Linked DNA regions of Triticum aestivum: region 1 is linked to region 2. The links are chromatin contacts, called in public Hi-C maps. All regions are on one chromosome and are shown on one strand. The core of a region is the stretch at or near the end of the contact, and the rest is flanking DNA. Distances in the headings are between cores, read along the strand shown.

Region 1 (3,758 bases), core at 162-2,661, 250 kb after region 2:
ATCAAATCTTATATGTAGACTAAAAAGAAATGAAGAGAGTATTATGTTACACTAAAAGTAAAGAGTGCATGATATATCCGGATGAAATTCTCTCACGATCAACCATATCATAAGAACTCCCCTAAATAAATTTCTCTTTGGATAGAAGGCTTCGGGAGATTTCTTGCATTATTGACATTTGGTACACCTTGCCTACGTCTAATGGTTATCCTTAAAGTATCGACATCATTATTTGGACTTGGCGATCAAGTTCTCTTCGAGAAATATGGTCCCATATCTTAGATCAATCAAAGTAAGAGGATAATTAGTTAGAAAGTTAGGACTAAAAAGAACATGCACATGAGAGAGGGGACATGAAGATGTGATTCAAACCATGAATTCAAATTATGATTGTCTCTCGACAGTAGGTGTCTAACGACGCATCTTGGTTGAACGGCGAACAGGGGAGAGATTGCGAGTTTTCTAAAGCCGAACAAGAACGAAGAGAGGTTTGCCGCCGCCGTGTATATCATAGCGATCATACGAAATAACGGATGCCGAAGAGGCAATGTACGGGGCGATTTACTGCTTGTGGGCTTTTAATTGCCTCCTCACTTTGTATTCTAGCTTAGTGGGTTCGGCCATGCTTTTTTATGAGAGTGGATTTTCTATTCTTGGGTGTACTACGACCGAGTTTGCAGAAAATATATGACAAAACATGATCAAACAAATTCCAAAAAATCTAAAAATTTGAGACATCAAACTTTATCAAATGTTGGAGCATCTTGGAAAATTTGAGCCCAAAAATAACATCTGAGCATCTCTCACTAAAAAAACAAAATCAATGTTCAAAGTTTCGTTCAATTTTTGAGCAGTGATTTCGTCTTTTTAGTGAGAGCTTGTCTAATGTTATTTTTGGCTGAAATTTTGCAAGAAGCTCTAACATTTGATAAGTTGATAAGGTTTGATGTCTCAAAATTTCAGGTTTTTTGGATTTTGTTTGATCACATTTAATTTATTTATTTTTGACAAACTCAGATGTAGTACACTCGAGATAGCCACCACATTCCGTTTTTTCATTGGGTACATACCAAAGAAAAACAGTACACAAGTATCATCATTGGGTTCAATTGAAAGCTAACAACTCTACGCTGGTTTCGCCCCTGTGAGGCGGACATTGGAGCTCAAAGGTCTTCGCAGATGGGAGGACGGCGAGGAGGCGCCGGCGCTTCGCCCGTCCACCAATAACCACTTTTGCTAGGTCCGGTTATAGATGCTCTAATCAGCTAGCTTGGCGCATGAGCAGCCAGTGTACAAATCTTGCCGTGGTAGGATAATTCAACGTAAAACAGCTGCCATGGCAGTGTACAAAGTTCTGCCAGGACACCTAAAGTCCTATACTAGACAGCGCAAGTTTTATTCAACAGTTCCGTTGGTCACGTTGCCTTGAATTCGATGGACAGCCTCTTTTCTTAGGCCTGCGCCAAGGTCTACCGCAGTAGCCGTGTGGCTGGCTGCTCCTTTCATACTTGCATTCTTTTGTCTTGGGGATAGATAGATAGACTAGGCCCGGTTGACTGGGCAGCAGCCTTGATCCTCATCCAACGGCCCAACAGTCTTGCCCTCGGCCGCAGCCTTCTGATCGTAGGGTTTCTTCTATTTTCGAGGGAGATCGTTGGGAGGGTTTCTTGGTTCTCAAGTGGTCTTGTACACAAATTTCTTGGTTCTCAAGCTTACCTCCTCCTCCCGCCCTAATCCTCGCAGTTATTTCGCCGTTGTTTAATTGACGCAGCCAATGTAGCCGGTCTCTTCTGGCCTGAACTCAGATTCGTATTGCCCAGCGAGCTCCCGGGTCACGGGGACGGGCCGATCGGACGACCATGTCAAGCGAACCGGAGCAAGGCAATGGTGCTGGCGATGACGAACATAGCGGCGGCCTGCCTGAGGACCAGATGTTCGAGATGCTCACCCGCGTCTCCCTCGACGACCTCTCCGCATGCCGCCAGGTGTCTGCCCAGTGGCGCCGGCTCACGTACGAGCCGGCCTTCTCGGCGCTTCACTGCCGCCGCCGCGCCGACGCCGTCGTCTCGGGATACTTCGTGCAGGGCATGGCGCGCAACCGCTACTCCGCCACCTTCGTCTCCATGCACCCCTCCCAGGCCGACGCTGATCCGTCCGTCTCCCTCGACTTCCTGCCCTCCGCGCACGTCCGCGTTGAGGCTGTCTCCGCGCACCGCGGCCTCGCGTGCTGCGTCGACGCCGACGCCGACGCCGCCGCGCGCATGGGCGGCAAGACGTCGTCGGCGCGATGCTACTACGCGTGCAAGCCCGCCACGAGGCAGTGGAGGGCGCTGCCCAACCCGAGGCTGCGCTTCCCCACGGCGGTCACCGCGATGGTGGCGCGCCCCGCCGGCGCCGGCGCCGCGGCGGACTTCAAGATCCTCCGGCTCTCGGTCCCGACGCTGCGTGACCACCTGCGTTGCGAGATCTTCGACTCGCGAAGGCGCGCGTGGCGGCGCTCGGCCGACGTGATGGTGTGGCCGGAGTCGCTCGTGGCCGCCGGCCCGGCGGTGAGGGCCCACGGCGCCATGCATTGGCTACGGTGGCCGGACAGGGTCAGCGCCGCCGAGGACATCTTCGCGTTCGACATGAAGAGCGAGGCGTGGAGGCTCATTGTTCTCCCGCCGGAGGTGGAAGACAGAACGAACAGGTGGGCGGGCAAGAAGAAGCTGGTGACGGTGGAGGGGAAGCTGTGCCTGGTAGTGACCGTGGATGAGGAGGCGGAGGTGTGGGTGATCGCCGACTACGGCAGGCAGCAGGAGAGATGGGAGAAGAAGATGGCAGTGAACTTGAAGAATCTCGGGATGCAGGAAGGGAGAGCCCTTATACTCAGGGATCTCTGCTCATCCGAGGTCGCATTCTTCAACAGTGTATACAGAGTGATCTGGTGATGAAATCGCTCGCTTAATTCTCCTTCAAATCTTCGTTACAATCTTCATTATTCGCAAGCGAAGTGTTACTAATTTTGCATATGTTTTGCAGGTACGATTTTTGGAGGGGCGAGATAGCAGAAGTCCCCGTGCATCACAAATGCATACAAGAAGTTTTCAAGTATGAGTCCGATTTGGTCCCTTGGGACATCGATGAAAACAAAATCTAGACTGATTGACACTGCAAAATTTGCGTTTTGGAAGACCCGGTCTCTAGAATTGTCAATCTTGCAGTGGCATCTACTCTCCGTATCCTGGTCGAGCCTCTCTTTTTCGTGAGAGAAGGAAACAACAAATCTTGATGATGTGGACAAATTCAATTACCTCCGTCTTTGATTATCACCAATTAGCTCCATCATTTATTAACACCGCTTCAGGCCAATAAATTTTGCTAAATTTTGTTGGAATTCAGATGCAATCTAAGCTTAGAAATATGTACAATGCTTGAAGGGTAGAAGTTTTTAAGAGAAATGGTCTGTTTCGATGGACAGGTATGAGATAAACGAGTTGTTCCGTTCGTTAAAGTCGTGATCATTGAAGCTCGGTTCGATAAGCTCGTTAAAGCTAACACTCATTAAGTTGAGTGCTCACGTGTACCGGTAAAGCTGGAAACAACACAAAAGCATTGTATCACATATTCAAAATTTTAACATGTACTCCTTCTTCCTTCTGTTTCAAAATAAATGACTCAACTTTGTATTAATTTTAGTACAAAGTTATTATAAAATTGGGTCATCTATTTTAAAACGGAGGAAGTAGCGAATAGTTAAACATGTAGCAGAGTACAAC
Region 2 (4,058 bases), core at 1,526-4,025:
CAGCAGGTTAGGATGATGATCTCCATCGCATATGGTACACTCAGCAGTTGCTTTAGGTTGCTAATTTCCTCCTGAATGCCTGTATGTGCTGGCTGCCAGTTGGTGCAAATGTAGCTCCAGCATAATTGTGCAAATTGACAATGAAAGAAAAGGTGATCCCTTGTCTCCAGGGCTTGCAGGTTGCACATGACACAAGTGTAATCCTGCAAAAAGAAACCTTTTCTCTGCAAAAGGGCCCCGGTGTTAATCCTGTCATTGAGCAATAACCAAAAGAAAATCTTGTGCTTAAGTTGGCAACAGGTTTTCCATAGCCACTTGATTGCTGGTATGATTTCTGGGGCAATGGTCAAAGTGGCATAGGTTGTGGATACCTTGTATGTTACCTGTCCAGGTGTGAATTGCCAAATGTCGTGATCTGCACGCCCAGCTACCCCTGAGAGGGCGTCCCCTTGTTCAACGACTCAATGCTTATGTGAACATATATACAGTGATACAATTCTACAGAAATGGCAAAAATTTATCATCCAACAAATCGAAATACCAGAATCCACGCAGCACAGAATCAAACCATTAGTTTTATCGCAAAAAAGAAAAAAGGTTTGTTTAGGACACATCTAGATGTTCTCTAGTTATTGCACATCTAAGTGACACAATCAAAGATTAAAAAAATAAAAAATCAATGGCATAGACTTACTACCTCTGTTTCTTAATATATGACGTTTTGGCAGCTTAATTGAACTACTAAAACATCTTATATTTAGGAACGGCGGGAGTAGATGATACTTATGGCTATGGTTTAGCAAAACTGAAGAAAATAATAATCAACGAACGAATGAGTAGACCGGTGCGTCACACTCACTAAATTGGTACTCCCTCCGTAAAGAAATATAAAATGTTTAGATCATTATGATCTAAACTCTCTTATATTTCTTTAGGGCATGTACAATGCGTAGCCTCATGGTGATGCCCCATGTTCCATGTAGTTTTGGATGTCAGGGAATGTAGGTTTGGATAGGGAAGCAAGAGCCTTTGCAAGAGGCGGGTGCTTGGGGAGAAAAAATATGGTCCGGTATAAAAAGCTGAAAAAGTTAAAATGAAGAGTATGGATGCATGTGTAGTAAGGGTCTACTTTCTATTCTATGATGAGGTCCACTAGCAGTAGCTTGTGTTGAAGAGAAAAAAATCAATATAGATGCCTCAAGTTACTTTTTTTCATGAGACATCTGTATCCATATGCCACCATTGTATATGCCCTTAGAGCATCTACAACCGGACTTGGCAAATCCGGGCCCTCGAACGCCCGCGGACGCATCCGCGGATAGTGACCGAGCACTCCTCAAATCGCGTCATCCACATCCGTGTCTCTCATATCTCAACCCCTATATCCATACTATATCATGCAACGTCGATGAAAGTACGTACATCAGCTCCGGACATAGAAATAGCACAATAGTTCACCAAAAGATCCACCAAAGTTCAAATAAACGAAGAAGAATGTTATACTACATCTAAAACTTGAAATTAAAATCAACTTCACCACTTCCGAGCCGGCCCATTCCCCTTATGGTCGCCGACGTAGTTGTACCCGTCGGCGGCTGGTGGAGAATCGTCCGATTCGTCGGAGGAGGAGCCATGGTCGTCATCAGACGAGCAATCGACGATGACAAGGCCCTTGATGTGTTGGACGACCCGGTCTTGCTGGCGCCTGAGGTTGGCCAGCCGAGCCGCCTCCTTTGCCTTCTCCAATGCCTCTTGCTCGGACTGCTCAATGGCAAGTCGAAGAGCCTTGGCGTTCTTTCGGCGGAGCCGCCTAGCGTCCGTCTCCCCCGTCGTAAGCAACCGGCAGTAGACCCACGCGAGGAGTCGTTGGTCCTCGTCGAGCTCCGCCGGTAACCCACGCCGGCGGAGGACAGGGTTATCCACAGCCTCCCTCTCCCTTGCCCGATGCCTCTCGCGGTGGGCGACGCGCACCTCCGACTCCAGCGTGCGCGTTCGGGCCGGCGGGGCGGGCACAAGCACCTACCGCTGCCCACGAGGGGGAGCAGCTGCCGGCGGGGCGAGGGGACGGCGTGGGGAAGCAGCAGCCGGCAGGGCGAGGGGGCGGCGTGGGGAAGCAGCAGCCGGCGGGGCGAGGGGACGACATAGGGGAGGTGCCGATTGCGCTGACCGTTTGTCGGAGCTGCCCATGGGCCGGGAGGGGCCAGCAACGACATCCGAGATGCGCCGACGGGGAAGCTGCGGCTACGGCGAGGCTGCAGATTCGGAGCTGCTCCCGTGTCCACCTTGGACCGCTCCAAGGCGATGCGGAGGCCAAGCTCATACTCCAAATCCACCTCGTCATGGGAGCGGCTGCCGAAGCTCGACATTGCGCCGGATTCGGTTGGAATCACAAAGGGAATAGGAGAGGACGGAGCGAGAGAGGAGAGTGAGTGAGCTACGGTTTCAGACCGACGAGGCCGATGGGTTTTTTTATGGGACATCCGTGAGGCCAGTGGTAGGCTGGGCTTGTCAGGCGAACGCTCCCGACATGCCAGGGCCACCTCATATTCGCCCCATATTTGAACTGAATATGGGGGATGCCGGTCAGTTTGGGTGTTTGAGGTTCGTCTGAGGCGTTCGTCTAGATCGAAAAAAACATGACCGAACATTGACCGGACAGCTCGCCCAGACGTATGAGACGGTTTTAAGAAGTCCGGCCGTGGATGCTCTTACAAAGGAAATACTACGTATAGGAGACAACACCGAATTTCTGAGGCTCGCATCGGCATCGCAGCCTTTGACCCCCGTGACAGGTGGAAATCATTCGAGTCCGGCCTGGCTCGGCCGTTGTTGATCTCGCCGGCCGGCTGCGGTCGTGCTCGTGCCGCCCCCGCTTCGGCAGAGTAAAAATCAGCTGAGCGAGTGTAGACCGCGGTCGGTGGTGCTCGTGCCCACTTCGCCCTCCACTCTCCTCTCCCCCCTCTACAACCGCCCCACCACACCACACGGCCGCCTTTTCCTCCGCGTAGCCTTCCCACCATATTCCAGTTCGGCAAGCTCGCCAGTCACCAAGCTCCTCCTCCTCCACAGGAAAGCAACAGCGCAGCGCGGCTTCACTGGTTTCGCCCTCAATTCGAGAGCTAGTCTTGGAAGGCCTTCCATGGCTCAGCCGTCGCTGCTCCTCGGCTCTCCGGCATCGATTGTCCTCCTTATCACCTTCTTCCAAGGTATCGATCCACCCGACAGTTCATCCACTAGTGCTTGTGGAAGTGGTATTCTCGTTGGATTGGTCCTGATTTGGAGGCACGCGGTAGAGCTGCGAGCTTGGTTTTCGATTTGGTGAGCTGAGTGTTCGGATTTGTGTATTTTTTTCTGCGGCGCACAGGACCGGTAGTGAGCGCCATCACGTTCACCTTCGCCAACCGGTGCACGGACACGGTGTGGCCCGGGTTGCTCTCGGGCTCCACCTCGCCGCCGCTGGAGACCACCGGCTTCGCGCTCTCGCCGGGCCAGTCGCGCTCAATCTACGGGCCGACCGGGTGGTCGGGCCGCTTCTGGGCGCGCTCTGGCTGTAATTTCAACGGCGGCAAGGGCACCTGCGTCACGGGGGACTGCGGCTCCGGCGAGATAGAGTGCCGCGGCGCCGGGGCCACCCCGCCCGCCACGCTCGCGGAGTTCACCCTCGACGGCGACGGCGGGAAGGACTTCTATGACGTCAGCCTCGTCGACGGCTACAACTTGCCCATGCTCGTGCAGCCGTCCGTGCCTGGGTGCCCCGACACCGGGTGCCTCGTCGACCTCAACGAGCGCTGCCCCTCCGAGCTCCGCTCCGGCGGCGGCCTCGCCTGCCGCAGCGCCTGCGAGGCCTTCGGCAAGCCCGAGTTCTGCTGCAACGGCGCCTACGGGAACCCTGACACGTGCCACCCCTCCCAGTACTCGCAGCTCTTCAAGTCGGCGTGCCCCAAGTCCTACAGCTACGCCTACGACGACGCCACCTCCACCTTCACCTGCAACCACACCGATTACACCATTACCTTCTGCCCGCAGTCCAATCCTTACAGGTACTACCTTCCTCTGAA

Evidence for each region. Hi-C and Micro-C count contacts between places; a contact is called where the count stands out from the background.
Region 1: a contact with region 2 is called in a Hi-C map of leaf, with 7 times the contacts expected there. The contact joins the promoter of LOC123151469 here to the promoter of LOC123152488 in region 2. A contact is called at or near these places in 2 of 5 Hi-C or Micro-C datasets (both in leaf).

What each region holds. Positions count from the first base shown.
Region 1 is chr7A:289,880,924-289,884,681 of IWGSC CS RefSeq v2.1, forward strand. It overlaps LOC123151469 (F-box protein At5g49610), which reads left to right and starts at 1,412. Exons shown (of 2, transcript XM_044571172.1): 1 at 1,412-2,926; 2 at 3,022-3,380. The coding sequence starts at 1,860. The coding sequence ends at 3,139.
Region 2 is chr7A:289,628,375-289,632,432 of IWGSC CS RefSeq v2.1, forward strand. It overlaps LOC123152488 (thaumatin-like protein 1), which reads left to right and starts at 2,776. Exons shown (of 3, transcript XM_044572017.1): 1 at 2,776-3,206; 2 at 3,365-4,040. The coding sequence starts at 3,140.